2 separate regions of the Oryctolagus cuniculus genome follow, and region 2 is linked to region 1. The links are chromatin contacts, called in public Micro-C maps. All regions are on one chromosome and are shown on one strand. The core of a region is the stretch at or near the end of the contact, and the rest is flanking DNA. Distances in the headings are between cores, read along the strand shown.

The links. A called contact is a pair of places that touch in the nucleus more often than the background predicts.
Region 2: a Micro-C map of ear pinna shows a contact between it and region 1, with 2.2 times the contacts expected there. The contact joins the promoter of LOC127490646 here to the enhancer-like site in region 1. A contact is called at or near these places in 3 of 6 Hi-C or Micro-C datasets (ear pinna, psoas muscle and an unstated tissue).

The regions. Positions count from the first base shown.
Region 1 is chr6:30,794,640-30,798,086 of mOryCun1.1, forward strand. All of the region lies in intron 1 of NR3C1 (nuclear receptor subfamily 3 group C member 1), which reads right to left. It overlaps LOC138850174 (a long non-coding RNA gene), which reads left to right. Exons shown (of 3, transcript XR_011389784.1): 2 at 1-864; 3 at 1,967-3,447. Among named protein-coding and RNA genes, the nearest start is that of NR3C1, 48 kb to the right of the region's middle. Within about 2 kb of position 1,807, at least 2 of the 8 cell types and tissues checked have an H3K27ac peak or open chromatin away from gene starts, as enhancers often do. A contact at or near this core is called in ear pinna, where this site is marked.
Region 2 is chr6:30,842,995-30,846,441 of mOryCun1.1, forward strand. It overlaps LOC127490646 (collagen, type I, alpha 1b-like), which reads left to right and starts at 1,694. Exons shown (of 4, transcript XM_070075913.1): 1 at 1,694-1,698; 2 at 1,895-2,699; 3 at 2,908-3,273; 4 at 3,361-3,447. The coding sequence starts at 1,694. It overlaps NR3C1 (nuclear receptor subfamily 3 group C member 1), which reads right to left and starts at 967. Exons shown (of 8, transcript NM_001082147.1): 1 at 1-967. The coding sequence starts at 967.

The DNA.
Region 1 (3,447 bases), core at 557-3,056:
AAAAAAATTTTTTTTTTTGACAGGCAGAGTTAGACAGTGGGAGAGAAAGAGAGAGAAAGGTCTTCCTTTTTCTGTTGGTTCAACCCTCAATGGCCGCTGTGGCTGGCACGCTGCGGCCCGCATGCTGCACCGATCTGAAGCCAGGAGCCAGATGCTTCCTCCTGGTCTCCCATGTGGGTGCAGGGCCCAAGCACTTGGGCCATCCTCCACTGCACTCCCGGGCCACAGCAGAGAGCTGGCCTGGAAGAGGGGCAACTGGGACAGAATCCGGCACCCCGACCGGGACTAGAACCCGGTGTGCCGGCGCCACAGGTGGAGGATTAGCCTAATGAGCCGCGGCGCTGGCCTAATTTGTTTTAATAGTCTGATTTTACATACAGTGAATCCTTACACTAAATAACTCTGTCAGATACAGTAGAGATGTTAAGGTGTTAAAGATCCAAGAGTTATGACACAAGCTACATTACTGTATTCTTAATTAACAGTTTTAAGTATACATGACTTTAAAATATCTGTTTTTCTTAGAATTTTGAAAGTAAATTTTAATGTAGATAAAAACCCTATCTTCATACAATTAACAAGTTATGTTTGCTCTTAGTTGCTATTTCTTTAAATAGAAATCCACAATTAATCTTTTAGAAAACTGCGAGTTAGTAATGTGATTCTACCCAGCCACTCCAATGTTAATAAAAAATTAAACAGAAGCATTTGTTGAGTTGCTAGGTCTTAACTACTTTCAGTTACCAATTGTACAGAATTCTGCAGCCTTCACTTTTCACACAGGGAAGACGCTCAGCCGGCTTCAGCGATGGAATGGTTCACCAGCCAGCTCCAAACGAATGCTGTCAGTGTAGGTCATCTTTGGTAAGACAGTTAACACCATTTCCTCTTTGCTAAGCTGTCAGGTTAATTGGCAAAAATGCCTTCAGTTTTCTGTATCAGGTAACACCTACCCCCCAAACAGTGGTGGATAGCAAATTAAGTATGTTGACAACAGATTAGAGATATTACAAAATATTACCCCAATTAAATCTAACAAGTTGAGGAGCAAGCCAATTTCAGAAAATCCTTTTAATTATTGAAACTATCTTTTTAAAACTTCTTATAATTATATTAGAGGTTCTTAGATCCAATCAAACAGTACCAACAAATTCCAGGACACTTGTGAAAGATTTCTAAGCCCTAACAGATTTGATAAAGCTATTTAATACATTAGTACAGTTAGGCATTTTTTCCATGCATACAGAAGTAGAAATGAACAAGTTAAAAGGCATTTTCCCAGCCCTGACTGCAAGTCACAAGCTTGGTGCTGCCTGAAGCCAGCTGGCATGGTGCCCATTTACAGTAAGTTGTTTACTCCCTGTCTACCAATCACACCACAGAGAAGGAATGCCTACAGGCACAGTCAGAGTGTCTTTTCAAAACAGATCAACAAAGCAAAAGGGGTTTATAAGCTTTATTAAATCTTTACAGATATTATTTTTAATATGGCCCCCAAATATTCTAATCTACTTTTCATAACCTCAGCATTTCTAAATCAAATAATCATGCCTCAACAGACAATCTTCAAGTAAAACAATGGGTAGTGTCCTCATCACTTTACGTACTTTTTAATATAATGTATTTGAACTTGCATCAGTTAGACTGAAATAGATTAAAACTGCTTTACATGAGCAGTATCTAGCATGAAGATTGAGATTACTAAGAAATGGAATATCTACTTAATAAGCAGAGAAGGGGGAGAACCCACCAAGAATCCTTATTATCTAGAGACAAGAAAAACATAATGATTTTAGTTACCATTTCCTGGCCAGCTCCCAGAAGTCACACTGGTGTTTAGCCCTTGGCAAGCCACTTCTCCTACCCGCACTGACTGGTTCAGATCAGGGAGAAGGAGGTTTAAGAACCGTTCTTCTCTTCGACCATGCTTGTCCCTGATAACTAATCCCTACAATGTCTTCCCCAGGCCACGTGATGCCACTGAAATCTTCAGTATGCATCTTACATCGAGTATTCAATTAATGTTACAATATCTGCATGAAAAGGAGTCGGCATTGGACCTAGCAATTAAGCCCCCGCTTGGACTCCTGCATCCCCTACTGGGGGATCTGAGTCCTGGATCCACTCCTGATTCTGCCTTCTTGCGAATAAAGACCCTGGCAGGCAGCAGGTGACAGCTCAAGTACATGGTCCCTGCTACACGAGGAACACCCAGACAGACTTCCCCAGTCCTGGCTTCAGCTGGGCCTAGGCCGAGCTGTGGCAGGCATTTGGAGAGTGACCCAGCAGATGTAGTGTGCTCTCTTTGCACCTCTCCAATAAAAATGTGTCTGCATAAAAAGGCAATGATTCTGAACAACATCCAGCCCAAAGGACCTTAAGGAACCAAAATAACTTTCGAAGATACTCATCTATAGCAGAAAGAAGACCAAGGACAGAAATGACCGATCCCTTAAACAGCACTCCGTATAGCAGGAGGAGCATACAACCCCAGAGAATCACCCAGAACTAGATAGTATACAGCAGACAAAAAGCACTGCTGTGTGGCGGCTTCCTTAGGTGCTTCCTGAGCGGATTTTTCAGTAGGTCTAGAAACTCTCATCTTTCACTGTTACAGTACCCTAAATAAATCATTTCATTACAGTCATTTTCTAGTATGTCAACAATTTCATTTAAATCTCAGGCCCAAGTGTCAGAGCAAACCATCTTATTACCAGTCCACGTTGTGGATTTTAAGACTTTCAAACATTCCGAGCTAGTTTAGATTGTTCCCCAGAAACCCCATTTTTTTTTTTGTTCATTTTACCCCATCTTTTTTGGAATTTCAGTTCCCACAATCTTTTGGTCGAATGTATCTTCTGCTACTTGTTCTATTTTTCTGTGTCCTTCATAATTTCCATAAGAAAATTTTCATTGAATTAAAGTATTATATTATCCTATCTTATTTGCTAAACATTCATTTTTTTCTGAAAAAGCTTAGTGCTAGCGATCATAATACTGAGGTTAATTTTCTTTCTCAGCATGCAAACAAGAAGAAATACATGCATAAACGGGGTCCGAGTACACACATTGTCTCTGTGACCACCCTGGGATGTAACATCTAAATTAGACTTCAGTCAGTAAATAAATCAAGTTCTATCTTTGTTCCAGTAGTTAATATCTGGAAAGGTGCCCAGATTTGTGGCCTTGGAAATTGTATAGTTTATAAACAGGATTTCAAAATAATGCTGAGGCAGCAGTGGGACTTCCTCACTAAAACTGTTCAACTAGTCAATAAGCAGGTGAAAAGTTTCATATTTACAGTGTATGGTTAGTCTATTTGCTAGAAGAAAGCCAGCTGCTTTACCAACACAGTGGTAAGCAATTTCAAATACCATTAAGTGCAAAGAAATCGCAAATTCAGGTTACTAATTATAGGAACAGGCTTTTTTTTGACAGGCAGAGTGG
Region 2 (3,447 bases), core at 444-2,943, 48 kb after region 1:
GAACAGAAATGGCAGATATTTTATTACCAATTATATTTGCCCCAGAAAAGCTTGCCTGACAGTACACTGGGCCCAGTTTCTCTTGCTTAATTACCCCAGGGGTGCAGAGTTCGATGAAATCTTCCTTCTCGGTTTTCACTTGGGGCAGTGGTACATTGTTGGAGTTTGATAAGATCAGATCTCCATTATCCTTAATTTTAGGTTTCGTGTCCGGTAAAATAAGAGGCTTACAGTCCTCGCTCGAATTCCCTTCCAAAAGGAATGGATCATCTTCTCCCGCCAAAGGAGAAAGCAGACAGTTCTCGTCCACCAACAGGTCTGACCTCCAAGGGCTCTCGCTCCTGTCTTTACTTGGGGACCCAGAAGAAAACTCCAAATCCTGCAAAATGTCAAAGGTGCTTTGGTCTGTGGGGTGCAACTTGGCACTGCCGGCGCTGCTGCCAGTCTGGCCCTTCGGATTCTGCCGTTCGGAGGCCAGGTCAGAGTGAGTTTTTGGAAACCCCTCTGTGGGGGCGGCAGACCCAGCAGCAGGCGCTGTGCTCCTGGGGTTGTCTGCAGCACTAGCCGACCTGTTGAGGCTCGCGATGCTTTCTTCCAGAAGCCGGAAGTCCGTTTCCCCAGAGGAAAGGCTGGTTTGGCCCTGCTGCGGGAAAGCCAGGTCACTGCCCATCACTTTGGTTTCTGTCTCGCCCATATACAATCCCATCGAGAGTGACACTGCTCTGGACAGATCCGGCTGCTGGGCATTGCTGGCTGAGCCTTTCGGAAAGTCCACCGCGAGTCTCTGCTGCTTGGAGTCCGGCTGCGCAGCAGGAGCCAGTGAGGGAGAAGATGCAGGCACCCTCACAGGAGCTCCTCCCCTTAGGGTTTTGTACAAGTCCATCACATTCCCGCGCTCCGCCGGCCTGAGCACACTGCTGGGGACCTCCTCTCTACCCGGGGGACTTAATGATTCTTTGGAGTCCATCAGTGAATATTAGCTACAAAAAAAAAAAAAAAAAAAAAAAAGGGTGGGGTGGGGTGGGGGTTGGGACATGGTAAGCTATAACCTCACATTGTCTCCGCGATCCGATTAGTAACAGCTTGTTAAATGAACCTTTTAGTTAACTCTGGAACAAATTCTTCGTTACCAGCAGAGAAGTTTCTACCCCGCAGAACAGAAAGCCCCGTCCCTGCTCCCACTCAGTGCACCCCATTCCAAAGTGCAGTGCAGTCCACCGCACAGGCAAGGGCAGAATTGAATGGGACGAAGCTGGGCTATTCAGCCTGCCACTCCCTGAACGTGCTGCCTTGCGCATCGCCGACATTCTAACTCACTACAGCTGAGTATTCTGAAGGTTCAGATTGATGTCAAAGTATTTCATTTAAACAGTGTGTTCCCATCAAAATTCCTCTCCTCTCAATCAAGGTGGTTTGCTTTTCTGAGCACCAACACAGCTAACATTTGGTGAACACTAAGCTCGAATTCTCTAGCCCCTAATTTCCCCCAAATTCAACCTCCCCTACCAGCTACTCACAGCTCCAGCCCTTTTCAGTACAATCTACTGGTGAACCAGGCACGTTTTATTAAAAAACAAACAACGCTGACGTGCTCCTTATCGTCTACGGGCTGGCAAAAAGCTCCTATTTTTAAATGCGTATTCCTGACCTGCTACATCTAATAGTGCCCACCTCCACATTTTAAATATATAAAATGAGGTAAGTTGTATACGGGCCAACTAAAACTTAAGATTTAAAAAAAAGCTCAACAAAATGTGTTGTAGCTTCCCACGACACTGTAGTTTATAGTTATCTGGTCCTTATAACTTCCCAACATCTAGATGAAACCTTATCGTTTTTTTTAAAAAAAATTTGCTTAAGACCCTCAGTACGAACCCCGATTTCTTCTCTCAAGAGTCCGCCTTTCCAAACACCGAGAAACAGAAGAGCGCAGAGCTGCAGGATCACGCCGGACCCCAGGAGCGGCAGTCCCCAGGCAGGGGCGCAGCCAGACCGGCGCGCAGTCCGTGCTCGGGACGCCAGGGCTGCCCCGAGCGCTCCGGGGACACGGCGGGCCAATCCCGTGCAACCCAAGAAAACTTTTTCCCCGCACGCGGACGTCAGCGCGGATGCAGAGCTGGGTGGGGGCCCGCACACCTCCCGCGGGCCGCGGCTTCCCCGCCCGCCCGCCTTCCTCGGGCAGCGATCTCCCAACACCGCGCGCCGATCGCAGCCTAATGAATTTCCCCGCCGCTTCCCTGACAGCTGCCTTCCAACCCGAAACCAAAACAATACCTCAGGCGGCGAAACGCCCCCTCCAGCGAGACCCGAACCCCCCGCGCGAAGACCGCAAACAGCCCCGCCACGCTCCGGGGGCCCGCGCGAACCACGCCGAGGGGGCGTCTCTCGCCGGGGGCTGCGGAGCCCCCCGCGCCGAGCCAGCACTTGCCACAAACCGCAGCACCCACCTCGGCCCGGGCGGGGAGGGTCTCTCTTCCCACAGGGGGCCCCCGCGCCGCGGCGCGAGCCGAGCGCGACGCGTCCAGACCTGTTGCGTGCTCCCCGACACGCCCACTCGCTCCGATAACACCAGCCCGGCCGAAGTCTCGGCGGTTGCGGGCGCGCTCGCCCTCGCCCCCGCGCGCTCAGCCCCGCACGCCCGCCACAAACGCTGCGCACCGGGACCGGAGGGGAAACCTGCGGGCGAGGAGAACCCGCGGGCGAGCAGAGCCCAAGCGCGGCTCGGCGCTCACCTCAACAAAAATTTTTTTAAATAAATAAATAAATAAATAAAAAACACACAAAACCGGGGTGTCGAGGCGGCCCCTTTGGGGGGAAAAGCCAACGAGACTGGGGTGCGGGGGAGGAGAAGGGGCACGAAAAAAGGCCGGGATTCCCGCCGGGGAGCCACCGGCTTGTCAACCCTAGGCCGCTCGAGGAGGCTCCCCTCGCTGCCACCGCTCCGGTTCCTCCCCCTCGGCCCGGCCGGGCGACGGCGACGGAGGGAGAGGAAGAGGCCAGCGCTGTCACCCGCGCGCTGCCCTTTCGTCACCGTCGCCTGGCCCTCGCCAGCCCCCACCCCCGCTGCCCGGGCTAATAAAAGTTTGCGGGCGCCCGCGGCGGCCCCCGGACTCGGGCCCGGGTCCGCGGCGGGTGGCACCTCGGGGAGCGAGCGCTCGCGCCGCCCCAGCCCCCACCCCGGCCGCCCGGCCGCCCGCTTCTTACCTCGGGCAGCGGCGCCGCTCTCCCGCCGCCGATCGCAGCTCCCGCCGCAGCCCAGATAAACAACTTAGCGTGTGAAAGCCGGAGGAGCAGGAGCAATTTGTGTGTTTTTTTTTTCTTCTAAAAAATGCAAGTAAACAGCCGCCCCCTTCTCCATAGGGGGAGGGGAGGGGAGAGCCCCTATTTGAGAAAGTCTCCCATTTCCCCTCGCTGACAGGCCGGCTGCCCGCCCCGCTCCGGGCTCCG